2 separate regions of the Mus musculus genome follow, and region 1 is linked to region 2. The links are chromatin contacts, called in public HiChIP or PLAC-seq maps. All regions are on one chromosome and are shown on one strand. Each heading gives the region's core, a stretch centred on a gene start, on an enhancer-like site or on the middle of the called end of the contact. The rest is flanking DNA. Distances are from core to core; before and after follow the strand shown. Region 1 overlaps Thumpd2 (THUMP domain containing 2). Region 2 holds the start of Map4k3 (mitogen-activated protein kinase kinase kinase kinase 3).

Region 1 (3,127 bases), core at 600-3,099, 320 kb before region 2:
AGGTTTACAGAAGGATGCGGAAAACTGTGGCTTTGTGTGACGGCCCTCTCACGGGTTTAAAATGACCCTACCCCCAAACACCAGCACAAATTCTTGAAATCGTAACCTATTTATCTTATCAAAATTGCAGCTACAAAACAATACCCCTTACTTGTTGCCTTAGAGAGGTAGATACGGAGGCTGGGGAGGCAGCTCAGTCTGTAAGATGCTACTATACCCTAGTGAGGACCTGACTTCATCCTCAGAACCTCAGATGGCTTCCACTTGGAGCCCCAGCATTGGGGAGGCAGAGACAGCGGGGTCACTGCCCTTGTTCTGCAGTCCAAGGCCAGTGTCAGCAAGCGTCTGGTCCCAGAGAACCAACCAACCGGTCTTGAGAAATAAGACACCCTCTGAGGAGCATCTCTCAAGGCTGACCTATAGCCACACAAATGTCTGTCAGATGTAGAAGCATGGTAGCTAGGAAGGGGGTGGGTGTAGGGTGGGCCTGTGCTGCAATTAAGAATGAGAGCAGAGACTCATTTGTATGCTTCGGCCTCTTCCTGTCCTCTGAGAAAGATGCAAATCAGCAGAAACCAAGCTTCCAGAAGCCACTATAAATTCCCCATCCTGCATCCCGATCACAAAGCCCTGCTCCTCTTGATGATGCCAGCTGTTCTGGGTAGAAGGACGGGAAGTGCTAAGTAAGAGGTTTCCTTCATGTGTGATTTTTTGGTTTTGTGACTTAAATTTCAGTTGTCTAAGATAATTGTTATTCTAAATGCCACACTAGTTGATTAAATAAACAGCCCAATGTAGAAGGTATTTAATAATGGGATGAAAATATCCTTTAGTTCAGAGAACATATCAGGTTGATATGTTAAAGTGCTTCTCAGAGACAAAATAATCTTTTTTTTTTTGCATCCTGTGCTTTAGCATATGATAATATTTGATACCTACCTTGCCTCTTTCTTGCAGAATGCCCTTGGCCAGCAGAACTTACATCCAGACAGCTGGGCTGCGGTCAACCATAGCGTGGGCCATGGCGTCCATTGCAGAAATTAAGGTTAGTAAGATACCTGTTTCCCTCTCGAGGCAAGCGAGGCCCTTCCTGTGTTAACTACACAGTCTGGTGGTTTCTGTTTTCCCCTCTCTCGCCTCTTTATTTTTTATTTTTTGCAGCTGCCAATGGACTTAATAGCCTTTGTTTTATTTCTCGCTTTTTGTTTTTCTGCATTGAACTTCTCTGTAAGCATTTTGACTAAAAAAATGAATTGTGTTTTATTATTTCTGATCTTATGAGTCATAGTCCAAAATGTGACCCATAGAACCTTCATCTTTAAAAATGTTAGCTTTCTCTCTGTCCAGCGTCTTCATCAGTCTGTGAAAGTTACGCCGACAATAGGAAGTAGTGTTTTCTTATTGAGGAGTGTTCTATATGATCTCTGCAACCTGCGTGACTGTCTAGAAGCTATCCTGAAACTTCCTGCATTGCTGTATGTGCACTAAGTTGCATTTCTCCTTCAGCGAGATCTCACTTCATGCAAATGTTCTCTATTTGCTGTGAAACTCCTCTCTGTCTGGGTTTGCCAGCTCAGCTCAGACTTCACCATGTCTTGTGTCTTAATGATCATTTCACACTGTGCTTTCCAATTTCAAGTTCAAGGATGTTGTTGTTGTTGTTGCTATTTTGCCTTTTGTCTCTCCTAGGAAGTCCTGAGCAGCCTTTGGAGCCAAGGCTGGTCTTGAACTTGTGACTGTGTGTCAGCCTCCCTGTTTTCTGTTTATTGACACCACACCCAGCTTCACACCTGGTGTTGATCTTTTCTGTCCCTGTCTCTTTCATTGAAAACAACCAGAAAGAAGCCTGGCAGATTCACTTCCTGTCTTCCTCCTCCACTTCCTGTCTGCTGTCTGTCTATAGTGTTTCTTACTGTTGACCTGTGAACTGCCCCTGCTGTGACCAGTGGACCTGCCAATCCCTTGATATCCTCCTCCCTTGGGGCCATTCCTGTAGGTTGCTGAACCCACTCCTAGCTAATCCATTCCCACGGTTATCTTCCCAGCTGCCCCTCTGGGTCATGAGGAGTCCTTCCACTTCCCTTCCCAGCAGCCATGCTTTTGCAAAAGTCCTGGCTTCCCCTCCCAGCCCACAGCTGCTAAACTGAACTAAAATACTGTGTATCACAGATTCCCTCAAAGTTGCCCCCTGCTGTTTTTGAATCTCAGTTAGCTCTTTCATGGCTCTCTGGTAGAGCATACTTTCATAGCACATTTGGGTACAGTCGCAAAGATTCCTCTAACCTGTGTTGTTCCTCACCTTGTTCTCTTTCCCTTCCCTATCCGGGGCGCCGACATTGACTTAGTTCAAGTCAGTTTATAGCCATGTCCTCTCCTGTCGTATTTGACTGGAACACTGTCTGTATCCATCCCATCCTCAGATCCTCCTTTCTTCCTTTCTTCATCATGGCGACAGAGGGTCTTGATTTGGAGTTCTACCCTTTCAGGCATGGAGTGCTCTCCCTCCTTTATCTTCGGGTGCCACCAATGAATCTGCCACACACCGTGGGTCTCTTGGTTCTTTCTAAAGGCTGGCTCCTAAGAGTTTTGTCTTCAGTCTAAAGCTCGGGAGTGCTGCAAGAATCTCTGTAGACGGGGTGTTTTGTTGTGCACGCACGAGTATGTTTCTATGCAGGCCCAGAGGTTCCTGCGTCTGCCTTCCTGGTGAGTTTTGTCTCCAGCACTTACTGGCCAAGGACTTTTAGGAAAGATATGTAACGACACTGCCTCTCTTTCTTGTTTGCAAGATAAAAATAGTATGCCATACTGTTAGAGTAGCCGTTGGGGTCACAACATCTCTGATGGGCCAGGCTCAGCCACTTGTTCTCGGGAGGGCAGTGACAAACAGGGCTGACAACATGGCTCAGTGGCTAAACTCAATAGCTGTTCTTCAAGAGGACCAGGGTTCAGTTGATACCCAGCACCCACATGATGGAGTGCAGCCACCTGTCACTCCAGTTCTAGGCAGGCACCTCTTTTCTGGCATCAGGCACTCACATAGTGCACAGGCACACATGCAGGCAGGCAAGACACTCATACACAGGAATAAAATAATTTTTAAATTAAAAACAAAATCATGAATAGAAAA
Region 2 (3,259 bases), core at 570-3,069:
GGTAGATCCCCAAAGGAACAAATTATTTTCATTCCTTGTGAGCAGTTAATTACAAAAGACCTTTTTATTTATGGCCTAACCCATGTGGCAAATCGAGCCCTTACAAGAAAATCTGTCTCTCTGGGGAAAAAAAAAAAGGAGAAGAAGTAGTTAAGCCTTGCCAAAATGGAACAAACAAAACTTGAAAGCCTGTTCCAACCCCACTGAAATGTCTTTTCCCTTTGAAAGAAGCCTATTAGTGATGCAAACACTCGGTTATCTGCAGAGATGATAATCCCAGCAAACAAAACAGTGAAACCATTAGAACTTTCTGGTGCAAGCCGAATGGCTTTCAGTCCTGGAAACTTGGCTTTTTTTTTTTTTTTTTTTTTTTAAAGCACAAAAGGGCAGAGAAAGCAAGCAGAGCAGGTCCTGCTTTGAGAGACTTCCATTTCCTTATCTGAATCCAGAATTATCTGCCTGTTTAGCCTAAAGAAGACAAACAGTTCTCCGCCCACAGCACAGGCAGAAGGCAGGCCTGCTCCTCAGCCCCTGCAAGTGCCTTCCACCGGGAGGAAGCGGGGAAAACCATGCCTCGTCCCGAGGAGCTCAGGATAGCACAGCCTTAAGGTTTATCCTCAATTAATCCTGTGACGTGCACTCCTGGGGCAGAATTGCAACCCTGTCACAATCTGATGCTTTGGGATAACTAAAGTGCTTGGATGACTCCACGTATGGTTTGGAGCACACAATTTGGGAATTTAGTCAATAGGTAAGTTTACTGTAAGTAACATGATAGAAAGGTTTTAAGGTTTGATGAGACCAAGTTTCTGAGAAGGAATTGGACATTAAGGCACATTAGTCTTTAGGTCCCTAAAGAGATTAGAAAAGCATTTTTAAAGCAAAATATCCAACAGAGCGCCAGAGTGGACCTCGCTACAGCTTTTGGAAATGGGTAGTAGTTAAGTTTACTAAGAACTCAACATTGACCCTTCCACTGCCTAAGTCCTTTCTTAGCTAACTTTTAGCAGTCTGGACGTAATGCTGGTTATCTGGATCTTATGCTGGGTGGAGCTCTGGGCAGGTAATGTCGCGGCTACGTAGCTTCCGGATGGTCACGTGTTTACATTTCAGGTGTGGGAATAGATCCCTGTCCAGGCCACACCCTCTGCAACCACCCTCGTCTCAGGGTTGTCAGACAGCTTGCGTAGTCCCCGCCCCGGGCTTTGAAAAATCCAGCCTTCTCCCTGGACAGAGGTCAATCACGGCTTTGGTTCTGCACTGCTTCCCGCCCACTCCCTCCACGGATTTCTCCCCGCCCCTTGTTCTCTCTGCACCCCTGTCAAGCCAACCCCAAGAGCCCAAGTGTCACTGTCCCCCGAGGGTCTTTCTCACCTTTCTGATGGGGACCTCCTCCCCTAAACCTAGAAGAAAGGGTCGGGGCTCTCGGATGTACTTGCTCTTAGAAAGTTGGGGAATACCGTCTTGTGCGTGGCAACTACTACCTGCTGGGGCTGGGGCTGGGACCACAAGCAGCGAGTCCAACTTTGTTACCCGGAGTCTGGCGCGTCCGGCGTGTCCCGACCGGGCGCGCGAGCCGGGGGCGCGCAGGGCCCGCCGGGAGCGCGCGGCCTCCGGGATGGCGGCTGCGCAGTGGCGAGCGGGGCCGGGAACCGGAGGGAGGGCGTGCGGGCGGGCGGAGCGGAGCGGCGGGCGGAAGCCATGTTGGAACTGCACCCCGAGCGAGGGGCTGCGGGCGCGCTCCTCTCCTGGTGGGTGTGACCCGGCTCGGCGCGGCGGCGGGGGGCGGGGACGCCGGGCGGCTCGTCGTGGTCGGCGGCGGCCGCGGCGTGCAGCCGGGCGATTGTGACCGGCGGCGGAGCCGGGCCGGCCGCGGGCGCTCCCTCCGTGCGGCCCCCGTGAGCGCCCCCCCTCCCCGGGCCGGGAGGGAGGTGGGGGGCACCCGGGGCCCGCCATGAACCCGGGCTTCGATCTGTCCCGCCGGAACCCGCAGGAGGACTTCGAGCTGATCCAGCGCATCGGCAGCGGCACCTACGGCGACGTCTACAAGGTGAGGGCAGGGGCGGCCGAGCCGGGGCCTGCGCCGCGGGGGACGGAACAAAGAGGCAGGCGTGGGGACCTCAGCCCTCGGCGTCCTCGCCGGAGCTGTGCCCGGGACGCGCGGGTCTCTGACCCTCCCAGGCTCTCCTGCGTGCAGTCCCGGGAAGGGCTGCGGCCGGAGCCGCTGCGTTCCTGGGAGGGCGGAGCGGGGCTGGGCGCTTGTTGCCTGGGCAGGGTCTGTGTGACGAACCCCGGTGCTGGGGCTTGGCGCTTGACAAACCTACGTGCCTCTCCGGGACCTGGGATCATAGGCCCCGGTGGCTGGGAGCTACTGTCCGCCCGGGCCTGCTGGATCTGTCCTAACGCTGGGCAGCCTCCATCGACAGCTTAGCCTTTAGCCTCTTAACATCTGCCCGTGCTTTAGCCTTTAGCCTCTTAACATCTGCTTGTCAGTTCCTTGTAATTTTCCAAGTAGTCATGTTTTGTAAAAAGAGATGGGTTTTTGGAGGCAAGACAGCAACTTCGAGGTTTTTTTTTTTTCCTCCAAAAAGAATTGGATAATGGGGTTTGTTTTTGTCAGTGACACATAGGAATCAGATATTTTTCCTTTTCTTTTTCTTTCTTGTGTGTGTGTGAGAGTCGAGTATCTAGGAAGAGTATTGGTTTGACAAGGTTAGAATTCAGAGCTCCTTAGCAGGACAGCGTTTCTGTTGCAGAGGGATCGCTTCTAAATGTGGGAGGATAAATCGTTCTTCCCTGGCCAGTAAAACTCTTGGCCTCGCGGAGTCTGCCAAGAAGGGAGGCGGATAGTGCCAAAGGTGGCAGCAGTCTTGATTTAGTTGCCTATCTACTTACATGGTAACTGAAGTTGGGCTCCTGTTTTCCAGAACACCTGAGGATGCCCAGAGTATGACTTGGAAAGTTTAGTTTTCACTTTATTTTTGCCCACGCTAAAGCAATGGGCTTTTTATTCTTGCCTCAATGGAACGCATAAGGTAAGTTAGCCAATACCTCAGGTCTTTTGTGAGTGATCTGCTTGGCTTTTGTGAATGATCACATAGCACCACACTTTCCTCTGTTGACAAAGGTGTGTGGAGCATAACTCCAGTGTATAACTTAGCAGCCACGTGTTGATGAACTAAAGACAGGAATGGACCCAGATTTATTTGAAGTCTTTTTTTTTTTTTTTCCTGGACAAGAACAGCATTAAACAGCAGAG

What was found. HiChIP or PLAC-seq counts read pairs in DNA pulled down with a chosen protein or histone mark.
Region 1: an H3K4me3 HiChIP or PLAC-seq map of bone marrow-derived macrophages shows a contact between it and region 2, with 3 times the contacts expected there. The contact joins the enhancer-like site here to the promoter of Map4k3 in region 2. A contact is called at or near these places in 2 of 39 promoter capture datasets (cranial neural crest and second pharyngeal arch cranial neural crest), 3 of 484 Hi-C or Micro-C datasets (CD4 T cells, nephron progenitors and regulatory T cells) and 10 of 115 datasets of contacts at active chromatin or transcription factors (bone marrow-derived macrophages, craniofacial prominence, embryonic basal ganglia and 5 more).

Annotation. Positions count from the first base shown.
Region 1 is chr17:81,042,018-81,045,144 of GRCm38.p6, reverse strand. Thumpd2 (THUMP domain containing 2) reads left to right here. Exons shown (of 10, transcript NM_028138.1): 6 at 958-1,045. Among named protein-coding and RNA genes, the nearest start is that of Thumpd2, 22 kb to the left of the region's middle. Within about 2 kb of position 1,849, at least 23 of the 459 cell types and tissues checked have an H3K27ac peak or open chromatin away from gene starts, as enhancers often do. A contact at or near this core is called in regulatory T cells, where this site is marked.
Region 2 is chr17:80,726,585-80,729,843 of GRCm38.p6, reverse strand. It overlaps Map4k3 (mitogen-activated protein kinase kinase kinase kinase 3), which reads left to right and starts at 1,819. Exons shown (of 34, transcript NM_001290345.1): 1 at 1,819-2,050. The coding sequence starts at 1,955. It also overlaps the pseudogene Gm9959.